Regions from separate parts of the Rattus norvegicus genome. Here region 1 is linked to region 2. A link is a contact called in public Hi-C data. All regions are on one chromosome and are shown on one strand. The core of a region is the stretch at or near the end of the contact, and the rest is flanking DNA. Distances in the headings are between cores, read along the strand shown.

Region 1 (3,269 bases), core at 8-2,507, 40 kb after region 2:
AACTGGTTTCCGAGGCCTGGGCTGCTCCTTGTTCTCTGCTCCCTCCTGATAGTCCCAGTGACCTCCTGTTCCCCCTCCTCACCACTATTTCCTCTATGACTTGTCTCCTGCCCTGGCAAGTCCTATCTCCTTCTCCCTTCATCCCCTCCTCTGGTCCTTTTTTCCTCCTAGTAGCTTAGCTTTGGAGATGTCCCTTCAGCATCTCCCTCATTTGATTGATGGGAACCTGTTCCCAACCATTGTTTCTCCCATAGCACCGAGAGCATGGTACTGTTCTCTAATAATCTCGAGCCCCCGGCCTTCCTTGGCCCCTGTTTTATAAAGCATTTCACTACACTAAACTCCTTGTTGAAAAGATACGACTTTTTGTCTCCCAAGTCACAGCCATGACTATGTGCCTCCTTCACCTCTCACCCCCACGTATCCCTAAGCCCTTTGAACCCACGACAGGAATCCCCACTGTAGAAAGAAAAGAGCCCCTGGGATTAGATTGGAGTCAAATCCGCTGAGAAAATTTTAAACGTGGCTCTAAATTGCGGCTTTACTGGTTATCGGGTGCTGGTGTACACGGAGCTGGTATAAGCAAAAGGGGAGTGAAGACAGAAGAGGGGACGGAGGAGAGAAAGAGGTTCCCGCGTGCGTGCGTGCGTGCGTGCGTGCGTGCGTGCGTGCGTGCGTGTCCGTGTGTGTATGATATAGGTATGGATCATGTGTCCTGGGCACACGTGGAGGTCAGAGAATAACTCATGGAGTCGGTGAGGGCTCCAGGGATTGAACTCCAGTCATCAGGCCTGGGGACAGATACCTTGAGCTGCTGAACTACTTCCGCATCCCCTCCTATCAACCCTTTACCATTGATAATGGGTGTTCTGCATGGCGGGCTCTAGGCTGGATGTATAGTGAAGCAATCTGTCCTTCCAACAGAAGGAGGAGCTGCCCGACCCAAGAGCAGCAGACCTGTACGAGTTCCGTTTCAGCGACTTCCCCGTTACGGAGCACGAGTTGGTTAAATGCGGGCTGCGGCTGTTTTTGGAGATAAATGTGGTGGAGAAATTCAAAGTACCGGTCGAGGTCAGGTGGCATTCTCAAAAGCTGACTCTGTTGCTGGGCTTCCGTGATGTTTTCTGCGGTTCCAAAGATTAGCTCAAGTTAGGATTTCAAACTATCATTAACTTTGTGACTACACTGGCTTAAACTCTGTCAACAGCACCAGCATACCATCTTAGATAAGTGTGCCCCGGGCCACCTACCCTTTAGAGTTCTGTTCTAAAGTCTGAATGGTGTTGTTGCCTTTGGGTAACAGGTTCTTACACGGTGGATGTACACAGTTCGGAAAGGGTACCGCCCTGTCACCTACCACAACTGGCGACACGGATTCAACGTGGGGCAGACCATGTTCACTTTGTTAATGGTAGGTACGGATGCTGGAAGCCACTGAAAGTCCTTGCAACTGTGAATAGTTCTCCTCTTGAGAAGTAACAAGAAAAGGATATGTCCTGTTGTGTCACTATCCCTCAGACTCCAACCCTTCTGCAGTTGGCTAGATTATCGACCAGAAATTCATAGGTTTACCATTGTAAAGGAAAAATGCAGGTACCTGCTGGGTTCTGAAACTTCCCTGGGATGCCACGAGACTCACTAAATAAAAACCTAATCTTTGGTAGAAATGTGGTAACTGCCCCTTTCCTTGCAGGCCAACTGGGCTATACCTGGAGTAGCCCGTATTGGCCGCTATAAATGTGTTCGTACGTCTTTCTAGACTGGGAGACTAAAGAAATACTACACAGACCTCGAAGCTTTTGCCATGCTTGCTGCTGCCTTCTGCCATGACATTGACCACAGAGGAACCAATAACTTGTACCAAATGAAGTAAGTGAGGGTGCGTGCTGTGCTGACGGAGGCTGGAAGATGCTGGGGAGGGATGGATGCTCCCCCTCCTGTCCTCTGAGACCTGGAGCCAGTCACTTCTGCTGCTTTTAGTCTCAGGAGTGTTGCATCCCCCCCTGAGCTTCAAGCTCGGGATATCTGCTTTTTTCCCATGGTGTCTGCCTCTCTCCCTCTCTCTGTCTCTCTCTCTCTGTCTCTCTCTCTGTCTCTCTCTGTCTCTCTCTCTCTGTCTCTCTCTCTGTCTCTCTCTGTCTCTGTCTGTCTGTCTCTCTCTGTCTCTCTCTCTGCTTCCACTTCTCAGGTTCCCAACTTTGTTCACATAACTTTAATCAGGGAATCACATTCAATTTTCCTAGTGGATTAAATCTCCCTTGCTCAGGTTAGAAAACATATCTTCTGGGGCTCCTAATCCTTCACTTCCTGGTCCTTTGGTTCCTCCACTCCCTCTCTCAGCTGGTTTTCTAGGCTAATGTCCTGCCACCTCCTTCTCTTGTCCCCAGGAAGGAAGTGTAATGATACAGGTGCGGACTGTGTCGGGCGGATTCAGATTCACAAGTCATTTATTTCCCGAACCCTGAGTTCCTCCTCTGGGCGATAGGAGTTACACTAATGATCTGCAGCTGCTAAGATTGGATGGCATCAAGCATCTAAAATCCCCAGCCACACGTCAGCCTCAGCTCTACCACGTGACCATCCTCCAGCAGTAGTGAAGTGTTCCAGAGACCATAGGCTTGGGTCTGTGGGTTCATGGGTTCCGACTATTTCCTGGTTGAAACGTAGGCAACTCACTTATTCCCAGACTCAGTTTCTTAACTTTAAAATGGCTCTAACCTTGGCCTTTCAGAGATTGTTGTGGGGGTCAGGTGAGATTACATCCATGAAACCTGTGTGTCAGGGACTCGAGATAAAGGCCAGTGAATGAAAAGCACATTCTAAATCTGAACAGTCTCTTTGCACTTTGAACAACTGGGCTGTCAGCCTTCATCTTGAAAGCAGCATCTCTACTGAGACTTGATCCCAGGACATCATGCCTGAGCTGGCCATTCTGTCCTTACTAAGGCAAGGGTCATGGGGGCCAATGGAGTCCTCTCTCATTCTGTGCCAAACAAACAAACAAAACAAAACCCCTAGACTTACTGGGTATCTTATTGGATATCTCTCTTTTCACTTATTTTTTTTCTTTTATTCTTTCTTTCTCTTTCCAAGATCATGTTGCCATCTAGAATAGGCTAACCTTAACCTTATAATCGTCCCACTTCAGTTGGGATCACAATTGAGTCCCACCATGCCAGCAGTGTGGAGCACCTAAGTCTTCGTAGACCTTCTCTGGTTCCACCTCCTGCTGCCTCACGTTATTCTCCTTTCAAGGATGAGTAAACAGA
Region 2 (3,100 bases), core at 158-2,657:
CCCCCCAAGGGGATAGCAACCCACAAATCTAGAACCATGGTGAGATCTAGAACCCCTCCTCTCTGAGATCTCACGATACTTCTTCCCACCCTGAATTATCCCTTAGTTAATCAAGTAGCTTTCAGATTTATAATTTAAGTGAAATGGACTGGGGGTTAAAGAACGGGTAGATTGTCCTGAAAAGTACCCTAAGCTTTAGGGAACTTCGTTGGGAGTCCTCAAAATCCTGCCTTACATATGAGGTCTTAAGGAAAGGAGACTGTTGCAGCCAGAAAACTGCCTGGCTGGTGGTAGTCCACCGGCAAGGCCCGGGGGTTTTCACCCAGCTCAGACACTTGGTCCCTTCATCTTGGATATTGGTCTCTACTTCTGCCGATGTTCCAGATTGTCGAACTGTCTCAGGGATTCCACCCAACGGAACAGAGTGGAGTGGTGATGTGGGGAGACAGTGTGGTGATCAGGAAAATGGTACCCGACAAGCCCAAAGGCCCTTCTGAACTTGGATCAGGTATTTTAGGCTGAGAATCCAGTCCCTTCTAATCCCACGGCCCCTAAATTCAGACAGGGCCAGAGAGACTGCCTCTTAAAGCCCTTCCCAATGGTGCCACTGAATAGAATCACAGTGATTTGGCCATTTATGCCCCACTACTCACTTCCTCGCTGGAGAAAGGAGGCTACACCCCAGTACTTCATCTTGAACTTGGCAGGATCTTCTGTGTCTGTGAAAGTGCCCACCATGTCTGCACACACTTCCCAGTTGCTGAAAAAGCCAAGAGAACCCTGAGCCAAGCCAGGAAAGGGCTCCTACCCCATCCAAGGTGCTCCTTTCCCTTCCCAGTGAGGGTTGGGCTCCCAGCCAGCCAAAGCGGGGAGGCACCTTGGAACGCGGCACATAGCCCACTAGAGGCCACTGACCTCAGAAGACGGACTCGTCCCTTGGCTGTAGCGCTCATATGACCCTTCTCGTCCACAGAAAACTCAGCGATGATGTTGTCTTGCAAAAAGAGACCCTCGGGATCCTTTTTGGCGATGGCATACCAGAGCCCAGAGAACTGAGAAAGAGATAAGAGAGTTGGCGACTAGAGTCTGGGGTCCACCGCCGGCCCGCAGGAATCGGGGGACCGGGGCTGATACCTACACGAGCCTTGTCGAAGTTCTCCTTGACTCTGAAGCTGCTCACCCTGCAGTCGCGCTCGGCGCTGCCGCCTCCCAGAGCCGCCAGCAGCACGAGCGCCCACACCCACTCCATTTCACACCGGAGTCTGCCCTGCAGGACAGGCGCCGGGTGAGCGCGGATCCGGAGGACCGAGCCACCCGTCGCCCCCTCCCACCCCACCCCGCCCCGCAGGTCCCGGGGGGAGCGCGCGACCGCTCACCAGCAGAAGCCGCGTGCAAGCCTGGCCGCCGCGTTCGCGCGCGCGTGAAGCGACGGAGGCGAGCGGCTTCCCGACCTTTATAGCTCCGGGGGGAGGGGGTCGCGCTTTCGTAACCACGCGGGGTGAAAGACCGCGGGGAGGTGCCGGGGGCGGGCGGGAGGGGGGCGGCGGAGCTTGCATAACCCTCCCTGACTCACCGCCTGAACGCACGCGGGGCCCCTCCGTCAGCCTTGCCGCCCCATGATGCCTAGGCTACGAGCTCCGCTCAGGGTGGTCTTGGTGGAGCCAAACTCTCCAGCCCAGACGAGCCATCGGGGCCAAGAGCTGGGCCGGGAATCCAGCGACAGCACAGCCAGCTGCGGTCTTGAGTGTCCTCCAGGTCCTGTTGCCCTGGCTGGAGGCCTACGTGGCCATGGTGTGATGATGGTGGCCTCACTGAGCAAGAAGGGACCTATGATGTAGCCTGGCACATTAGTGTCCAGGCCCTGGCTTTCCCAAGTGGCCTCTGCTCCTACTGAGGAGCTGTTGTGCGAAGCATTTTGGCATATTTTGGCTGCGGTTTTTTCCCTTTAGAAAAGGGGCATATTTTACTCTTTGAGGAGTTGTGGTGCTGTTTGTGTCAATATTTATTCTTTCGTTTCATCATCTTTAGAAAAACTAAAACGCTCCCTGTTAAATATTCTCTAGCAACGCAACCTGGTCAGGGCAGGAAATCTTCTCGCAGCGCCAGTGGCCGAGTGGTTGATCGTCCACTTCTGTTGCCACACTTCCCTGAAACCACACCGAAAAACATAATTGCTAAGTGTTCACCATGCATTTTTATTTATAAGCCATACTAGGATTTACTTATTCCAAAACAGTGAGGAAAATTGGCTCAGGAAGAGAAAAAGGAGAGGGAAAGAATTCCATAACCTTAATGGTGGTGGCCAAAAGGTGTGTTGACCGGTTAATACTTTTTGCTTATGGCACAACACGACTCACTACGTTCCCTTCTGCGTTTGGAGTTTGCGATCTGTCAAACTGAACCCAGCAGTTCAAAGGAGGAAGATTTCGACCAATGAGATTTAGTGACTTTTTTTTTTTATGAGAAAGTATTTGTGTCTCCCTTGCCCAAAGTCTGAGCATTTGAGACACTGAATATTTTGCTATAGCTTTATAAGAGGAGATGGGGAAAGGAGAGGAGAGACGCCACAGAAAGAACTAGGTTGATGTTTCCTTCAACAAACAGCACCTTAGCCACATCTGGAAATCTTGTAAAGATACCTGTGGCTTCCTTCAACTTCCTGTGACCTTTTGGACATTCACCTGCCTGGTTCTCTGCTTTCTGTCCCTCTCCACCCCTGCACCCATTGTGTTCCTTGTAGTCTCTGTGGCACCAGAGACTATGTTTCAACTCCACAGGAACCTAGGAAGGACTACTGACCAGTAGCTAACTGGAGAATTTGATTGGACTAGTTTTACCAAAGGATGCATTTCTTGCCCCTCAGTTTCGGCTAGGGTTTGATTCTATATCCCCCAAATCCAAGGATATCCAAAGCCTCTGTATAAAATGATGCATTTGAATACAATCTATATGCATCCTCGTGTGTATTTTAGTCTTCTCTGGATTATAATGTTTAATAAAATGTAAATGTCATGTAAATAACTACTGTGCTGTAAACAAAGGACTATAAGTTCAGTATAGACACCAGGGTGGTGTGTTGTTACGCAAACTCTTTTTTTTT

Evidence for each region. Hi-C and Micro-C count contacts between places; a contact is called where the count stands out from the background.
Region 1: a contact with region 2 is called in a Hi-C map of liver, with 7 times the contacts expected there. The contact joins the enhancer-like site here to the promoter of Rbp4 in region 2. A contact is called at or near these places in 3 of 12 Hi-C or Micro-C datasets (hepatocytes, kidney and liver).

Annotation. Positions count from the first base shown.
Region 1 is chr1:245,352,499-245,355,767 of GRCr8, forward strand. Pde6c (phosphodiesterase 6C) reads left to right here. Exons shown (of 22, transcript NM_001416003.1): 12 at 925-1,071; 13 at 1,304-1,411; 14 at 1,760-1,869. Among named protein-coding and RNA genes, the nearest start is that of Pde6c, 32 kb to the left of the region's middle. Within about 2 kb of position 1,258, at least 2 of the 93 cell types and tissues checked have an H3K27ac peak or open chromatin away from gene starts, as enhancers often do. A contact at or near this core is called in liver, where this site is marked.
Region 2 is chr1:245,312,144-245,315,243 of GRCr8, forward strand. Rbp4 (retinol binding protein 4) reads right to left here and starts at 1,408. Exons shown (of 6, transcript NM_013162.1): 1 at 1,377-1,408; 2 at 1,139-1,267; 3 at 916-1,052; 4 at 654-760. The coding sequence starts at 1,249.